Regions from separate parts of the Siniperca chuatsi genome. Here region 2 is linked to region 1. A link is a contact called in public Hi-C data. All regions are on one chromosome and are shown on one strand. Each heading gives the region's core, a stretch centred on a gene start, on an enhancer-like site or on the middle of the called end of the contact. The rest is flanking DNA. Distances are from core to core; before and after follow the strand shown. Region 1 holds the start of basp1 (brain acid soluble protein 1 homolog). Region 2 overlaps myo10 (unconventional myosin-X).

Evidence for each region. A called contact is a pair of places that touch in the nucleus more often than the background predicts.
Region 2: a Hi-C map of skeletal muscle shows a contact between it and region 1, with 8 times the contacts expected there. The contact joins the enhancer-like site here to the promoter of basp1 in region 1. A contact is called at or near these places in 3 of 3 Hi-C or Micro-C datasets (liver, skeletal muscle and an unstated tissue).

The regions. Positions count from the first base shown.
Region 1 is chrLG13:3,351,700-3,355,572 of ASM2008510v1, forward strand. It overlaps basp1 (brain acid soluble protein 1 homolog), which reads right to left and starts at 2,580. Exons shown (of 2, transcript XM_044219254.1): 1 at 2,429-2,580.
Region 2 is chrLG13:3,448,358-3,452,379 of ASM2008510v1, forward strand. The region is part of intron 4 of myo10 (unconventional myosin-X); the gene reads left to right. Among protein-coding and RNA genes, the nearest start is that of LOC122886389, 64 kb to the right of the region's middle. Within about 2 kb of position 1,859, the one cell type or tissue checked has an H3K27ac peak away from gene starts, as active enhancers do. A contact at or near this core is called in liver, where this site is marked.

The DNA of each region.
Region 1 (3,873 bases), core at 1,330-3,829:
AGAGTTAAAAGCTCATCATTGATTTTCATAGGCAGAAAACCAGTCTCTACTGCAATATTACATGGACGTTGTGGTAATACAAAGGAAATTAAAATATACCATTAATTATGTTTTTGAGTATACCGGACAAACTATAAACCTATTAGAGTCATTGTATAGGACAGTACTACTGTATGAAATCAGATTACGGACAAAATATTCTGATTACTTTCTAAAGTAAAGAAAACAATAACACAATGTGCAGGTGCACGTCAGCAATCACAGCTGTTCCTTAAACAAAAATGGAGTAATTATCAGCTAAATGTACTTCAGTATGCTCAACATGCAGAATGGACCAGTATACAATAACCTACAATTGGATTAGTAGTTCTGATGCGTTAACATGTAAACATCATTTGAATGTATTAGTTGGTCATGGTGGAGCTCATTTTAAACCCTACAACAGGATATAAAACGGTTAATGATTTTTGAATAAGCTTATCATGGGTTTTGTATGTAAAATGTTAATCTGTAAAGTAACTAGTGACTAAAGCTGCAGTGGAGTAAAAAGTATATTTCGCAAAATGTTGTGTAGTAGAAATATAATGCAGCATTAAGTGGAAATACTCACGCACAAGCACCAGAATTGTAATTGTAATTGAGTAATGCTTAGTTACTTTTCATCAATGCAGATCATTAAACAATTAATGACCCTAAAGGAATATTACATACATTTTGCATGTATATTATGGTGACATAATGGAAGATAACAAACATATTACATACAACAATTTCACTAAAATATCAACGTTGAATTCAGCAGATAAGCAATACCCTATATGACTACCATAGGAAAATCATAGAGGTAGAAAGTACCTGACATCCATCTGGGTCAGTATAAGCACCTGTCCTGTCGGATTCCTTTATACTGACCTCACATGGTGGAGTTCGGGCTTCAGCTAATGCTAATTTTTATTTCTTTGAATAATCGATTAGTCATTTAGTCTATAAAAGGACAGAAAGATACTGAAAAATCTCCATCAACACCCAAAAATATTCAGTTTACAATGATAGAATGCAGTGAAAAGCAGCAAATCTTCACATCTGAAAAGCTGGAAGCAGAGAATATTTGGCATTTTTGCTTTAACGATTAATTGATTATCAGCATTGCTCTTTATTAATTTTCTTTACATCAACTAATCGGTTAATCGACCAATTGAATCATTATTTCAGCATGATATTACAGTGAAAATACAGCATCTGATACAGCATCACTATCACTGTGGCTCCATTCACCCACAAAGCTCCGTCTAGCATCCTCCAACACACACACACACACACACACACACACGCGCGCGCGATCTCACCGCAACAAAAAGCAGCTCATTTTATTTCTATCATCTTTTTTTCCTCTGGACTGAACAAACAAATAGACCAAGAATTAAAATCTCTCCATCCTCCTCCTCTCCATCCTATTGATAGGCAAGGTGGCATCTCTCCCATCCACACCCTACTCCCAGTGCGCATGCGTGCCGCGGCAAACAAAGGACCAGGCAATTATCCGACGGAACATGGCTAATAAAGTTTGCTGCTGAAATAACATCCAACATCGACGCAGCAGTAACAGAAGCGGAGTGAAAGGATGAACTTAATGTCTGTGTACGTGGGGGGGGGGGATTCAGGTAAACCGCCAATTCTCCATCGACACCCCCTCCTTCTCAGTGCAATAAAACGGAAATATGAGATCAATAATTCATCTGAATCATGACATAATCTGGTTAGAGACTGAATGTGTGTGAGAGTGTGTATACGTGCGTGCCAGTTGCATGCAGCCAAATGGTGTCACACCTCCACACAGACAAAGAGGTGGGGCGAGCAGAAGAGGGCTCTTCTCGGCTCTGGATGTTGAACTGTTTACTGGCTGTAAATTATGAAGAAAAAACGCTCCCCTTTGCGTTGCCTAGCAGCCTGCGGAAATTATATAATCATAAACAATTTCAGGGCAATCAATAAATAATACAGTGCGTGTTGCGCGTGAGGAGACGCTTCTGTGCGCAGTCGAAGCGCATTTTTCCTCAATAAAAGTGTGAAAAACGAGAATCTGTGTCTGAAGGTGAAGCGCGTGTTCCTCGAGACTGTACACACCCCTTTTTTAAGCTCGTGCACATTTTTTTTTTCGCCTGGAAAAAAGGAGGATAGAAGAAGAATACATTTCTGGAATTTCTAAATTTTCCAATTCAGCTCAGTTTTTGTTGTTTTGCTTTTTGCCATCAAATTGACCGGATCTTTTGTCTCATTTCCTACACTCATCCACGCAGCGTGCGCCCCGGCTCCCCAGATGGAGAGATGGAAAAAAGACAAAAGGGATGAAAAAATACAGAAAAATAAAATAGCCACAACCCAAAGCGCTCTTTTGGAGGGAAACAGAGGGGAATAAACGGACCCTTACCGTGCACACTGAAGTTCCGACGCTCCCTCTGCTCTCCTCGCAGTTTCAAGTAGCGGCTGCTGTAATTTTTTGCGGCTTCTCCTGCGCGCCCAGCGGCTTGTGCCTGCTGCACGGTACGGTTCGACTCGGCGATCCTCCGCCTGCGCGCACACGCACCCAAACGCACACGCACGCGCGTCCATTGTGCACGCACGCACACAGTAGATGCACAACCCAAATTGTCCCCTCGAGGAAAATGTGGTTTACGGTCTTTCTATAATATCTAATAAAGCGTTATGACGCGTCAACAGTTTGAGCGAGTTTGTGCAGACAATACGGTACTTTATGGTGATTCATGATCATATACGATATTCAATTGTACTTTATGGTAATTTCATCGCCAGTGCTACCACTGTAATGTTCCTACAATATTCCAACATTTATCACAATAGCTCTGTTTCCAAAGAGGAAGTTACTTGCACCAAATATATTTAGGGCACTTGATGTGTATTTGTAAAATCTCTTCTTCGTGGTGGATTTGTGTTATTGGTAAATAATTACCCGAGATGTTTTATTGCGCTCTGGATGGGAATGTAAATGTCTCTGCGCTTGTTTTAGTGGAAATACTCCTCCATCATAAGTCTGTCTCAATGTTTGTTGTCTCTGTGCGCCCCCTGCCATTCACTGCAGCTCCAGACTGTTCCTGTCTTTAGTGTGGAGGACTTGTTGGTACTCTGGATGCACTTGACACCCTACAGGTGGAACTAGAACTCCGATCCTTTAGCTAATTAAACTCTCTGATCAGTAAATACTCCATTTGTCCTGCATTTTAGGTTAAGAAAAAGAAAGAAAGTGAAATGTACCTAGAATCCGTTCATCATTCGGAGGTTTTTCCCCTTTCTGGATGTTAAATTATTTATACATTAGTGTGTAAGCAAAGTTGGGTTTAATCTGTGTAAAGCATCATAACTATTAGTTCATTACATTCAAGCAACAAAAGCCTTTTCATCCAGCTCACAGATATAATCTGTTTTGTCACAGTGGAAAAGGTTTGGAGAACGTACGGTGCTTTGTTTTCACCAAACGTTTAAAATCTAAATATATTCTAGTTCACAATGATATAAAACAGAGAGAAGCAGTAAAGCCTCACATTTGAGAAGCTGGAACCAAAAGATATTGGGCATACTGCCTTGATAAATACTAATAATAAATAACTATGTGATGACTCGATTATCTTTTTTTATAATGAATTTATGTCCATTGACAAATCAATGATTCGACTTATTGTTTGTTATTGTAATAATACTAAAACATGGCCTGACATCTCCTGTGTCAAAATGAAGCTCAATAAAATGTAATATATTACATATATATATATATATATACATAAATATAACTGTTCGATCCATTTGATTAAACCAATTTCTAGAATTGCTACAAAATGATAGAGATGACAGTGATACAGT
Region 2 (4,022 bases), core at 609-3,108, 96 kb after region 1:
GTTATTACTATAAATAAAACATGCTCAGTGTGTTCACTAATGAATAGACGGCCTCCTGCCTACTCTCATAGTTACTTAAAAACTGTGAAAATCTGAAGGTGGATATTCAAATCTCCATTATGATAGAAATCTAATCCGCACAACAAACAGTTTTAATACCTCAACTCTGTATGTTAGATTTTACTTTGGTTTAGAATGAACTCCATTCAAGATATATATATTTTTTTGTTGGAATTTGGCCTTCTAATGATCTCCAACGTCTGCTTTCTGCTTTAGGATGTAAAAAGTTGAAATCTCTCACTTAACTGGAAAGGAAACAAAGAACATTTCTGCTTTATTAGATTAGTTTCCAGTGGTGATGCAGGAGAGATAGAGCGTGGATGTTTTTTACAGTGTCGCGACTATATGGTATAATCCTCAGGCCTCTGAACCACCATAACGCCCCAGGAGGAGGATATGCTGTAATGTAGTCCGTCTGTATGCTACCCACTGCCTCTTTTCCAGTAGAATTCCCTCAGTCTGCTGTCAGTTCATGTAACATGCACATGCAATATATAAAACAAGCCTCTAATTTGTTTTCAAGGTGCTCTTTATGTATCAGCGATCTGTACTTTGATTGTGGGGTTGTTCATGGAAGACAGTGGTGCTACCTTAAACTTGTGTCCGATTCAAATGTCACCCGATGAGCGGAAGCTGTCTTTGCTTCAAATGCTTCAAATTGACCTAATTGGACAGATACGAGGGATTCTTTATTGATGGGAGCTGAGTAAAGACCAGATGTTGATAATCTGCACATTGTTTTCTTGATTAATATATCAGTCGTTCAGTTTATAAAAGGTCCCTTACAATTTCGCAGAGCCCAAGTTGATCTATTCATTTTGCCTGTTTTGTTCGACCAGCAGTCCAAAGCTGAAACATATTGAGTTAAGTATCATACAAAATGAAGAGAAGCAGCAAATCCTCACTTTGAGGAAGCTTAAACCAGAAAATATTTGAATGTTTTGCTCAAAAAAATGACTCGAACAATGAAACGTTTCCCAAAATAGTTGCTGATTAATCTTCTAATCAACTAATCACTTAGTTGACTAATCATCGCCTTCCTTGTCTGTTCAGCTGCTGTGGCTTCTGCTCACTGCCTTGGTGCTCTCTTTATTGTTCTTTGATGCCTCTTTATTGCAAGCAAACTGGAAGCAAAAAACACATCACTTTCTGTGCTGCAGGAAAAGCAGCCTCAATATTCTCCAGGCGTTTCTAACATTTCAGTTTACAGCACTTCTGCTGTGAAAACCCTCCCTGTGACTGCCCTATGGGGAGCCACCCAGCCATTATCCAAATGAAGAGTTTTGTTCTTAAAATGAATCCCACCTACTGTCATAAAATGTTTACAGAAGTGAAAAGCAACACTCATTTGAAAAAAAAGCTAACATTTAAGAAGCCATATAGTGGATTTTAAAACAAATGCCTGCGCTCTACTCAACTCCACATCACTTGTGACCATTAACTAAGACATTCTCTGGTGTTTTAGAGTTTTGTATTTTCTTAACTTCGATTCAATTTACTTGCAGACACTTAGTACTAGCATTATCTGGTAATGTAGTTGAATGTGTAGATTGGTTTTAAAAAGGCTGCACTGAAATATGGTCAGAAGGAACTATATGATTTGTAATAAACAGAATAAAACATGAAAAACCACTAGTATGCTCCTTTTAAAAACAGCCATTCTCATTGTTTTTTCAAACCTTTATTCCTTTATTCAAGTCAACAGAGCTGTTGTTGTAGTTATTGTGTATGCTTATGGCCACCAGCATATCTTCTAAAGGTCTTGGTGTGTGTTTTTAATTGTGAAGGACACCTCTGCTGTGAAGCGTCCTGTTTGTGTTGAATAATGTGTCTTTTGGGGTCTAATCTAATGCTCTCGAGTTGCTCTCAGTGTCTGTGTAATGGGTCTTCAGGTTAATAATTAACGTGGCCAGCCTGAACGCTGGTGTGGCTGTGGGTTGCCAGGTTCATGTTTAATGTCCCTGAGAGGTTTGTGAGGGCTTTCGTCAGGCATCACGCTGTTTGTTTCTGCAGGGGAGAAATATGACTTAACAGCAGTTTCGGTGGTTGATTTTTAGATGATTTTCCTTGTAACTATTTGGCTTGTAGACAGAAAAGATGAAGATTGTTCATAATGTGATATAACACACAAACTACAAACCTGTTTCAGTCTAAGAGTCAACAAAAAAAACAACATTACAAATTAAAACAAAGTTGTTACAGACCCCCAGAATCCATCCCAGTCTGCTGCCAGACTGTATGAGACGCTCAGATAATAATGAATGGAAAAATGTCTCCAAAGCAGTCAGTCGGTGTGTAAACAAAGCCTGCAGTGGGATGAGAGTGACGCTGGACACCAGTGATTACGGATCAGGCTGATGAAGCTTGTCAGGTGGTTTGACAAGCACAATCATAGTCATCACCACAGTGAATGGAGAACAGCTGTTTTAAATGTCGGCTCTGTCGAGTGTAGAGCTTATAGTGTATACAGCCAAAACCCTGAATGGTACCATCACTGTCAGTAAAATCATGTGTCATGGTGTTACTATACAGAACTGCAGCCAATGGTTCTGATGGGTCCTCGCCACTTAAATAGTAATATTCTGTGAAGAAACCTGTACTTAAATTTATAGAAGTCTTTCATAACTCTACAGGGGTAGAAGTATCTTTCATTTCATTGGTTCAAACTTTTTTTCTGCCATGCCCACTTTGTGAAGCAAACAAAATCCATGTCCTAAACCAATTTAATTTCTATCATCCTTTAACAATTTTGGGAAAATTTGTACCACAATACCTGAAGCTTAATTCTATTTAATTGAAATAACATTATCAAGAATATGAACTGCATGTTTCCGTTAGTTACTGTTATGCAAATGGAAAAGTTAAAGCAGCGGTGATTGGTGATTTCTGCCCACTTGGGGGCAGCGGAACAAGCCCTAAACACAAAATTCATATATTATCATCTTATAAAGTTGATGTGGCTAACATGTTAGCAGACAGATGCCTCTTTACACATCTAGCAAACACAGACAACATTAGCATTAACATTTCGTCTACTATTAGCTCCTGAACTAAAACAGAACTAAAGCAGATATACATTAAATCTGCATTAAGCAATTTTTGAAAATCTGTCCATCTTGTACTTTACATGTTTCGCTGTCTGACTAAATCTTGTTCTCTTGTTAGCCTCTTGATAGCTTGCCATGTGAGTATTCTTGTTTGTTTATTGTTTATAAGTTCCACTACACAGTTTTCTCCCGTCATGCGTCACCACCCTACAATGCCTCTATGCAGTTCTGGAGAACAAGATGAAGGTGTTCCCATCATATTGATCTTCATGTGTGGCTTTGAGGCCTGTTGGTGTGTTGTTGCATTCTGGATTTCATTCATAGGCAACAATCAGTAGATGACAGCTATGGCAGCCAGTACACAGCTAATTAGCAGTGTCCAGTGCGCCATCTAGTGGTTAGGTTTTGGAACATGTACCCTGAGTATTTCCCATGATGCTGTCAGCTACATGTGAAAACGGCGTGCGTCTGTGTGGTTCAATCATGAGTCATCAACACCTAATTCACCTCTGACCCAGTTCGTTGTGAGTAAGCGATAGTTTAAACCTGCAGCAGGCGTTTATTCAACAACCTGCAGGCAAAGACACTCACTCCCCTTAAATAAAGACACGCTCCACCCACACACAGTTTTCAGATGTTTTGACGAACTGAGGTCAAACTTTTCTCTGCTCTAATCAAAAGTCTGAAAAGATGCTGGAGGCTGTCAAAGACCAGATGACACAAGATGGGTCTGTCTGAATGCTGGACTGATAGTTGCCTTTCAAATCACTGTAGAAATAAAAACCAGGTTTCAAACATTCATTATTATTTATGAAACATGAAAAATAATAAAATGTTGATTCTGAAATTACTACTCAAGCACTTTTAAGCCTATATAACTTATTTATTGCAGCGATCTACATCCTAAAACATTTG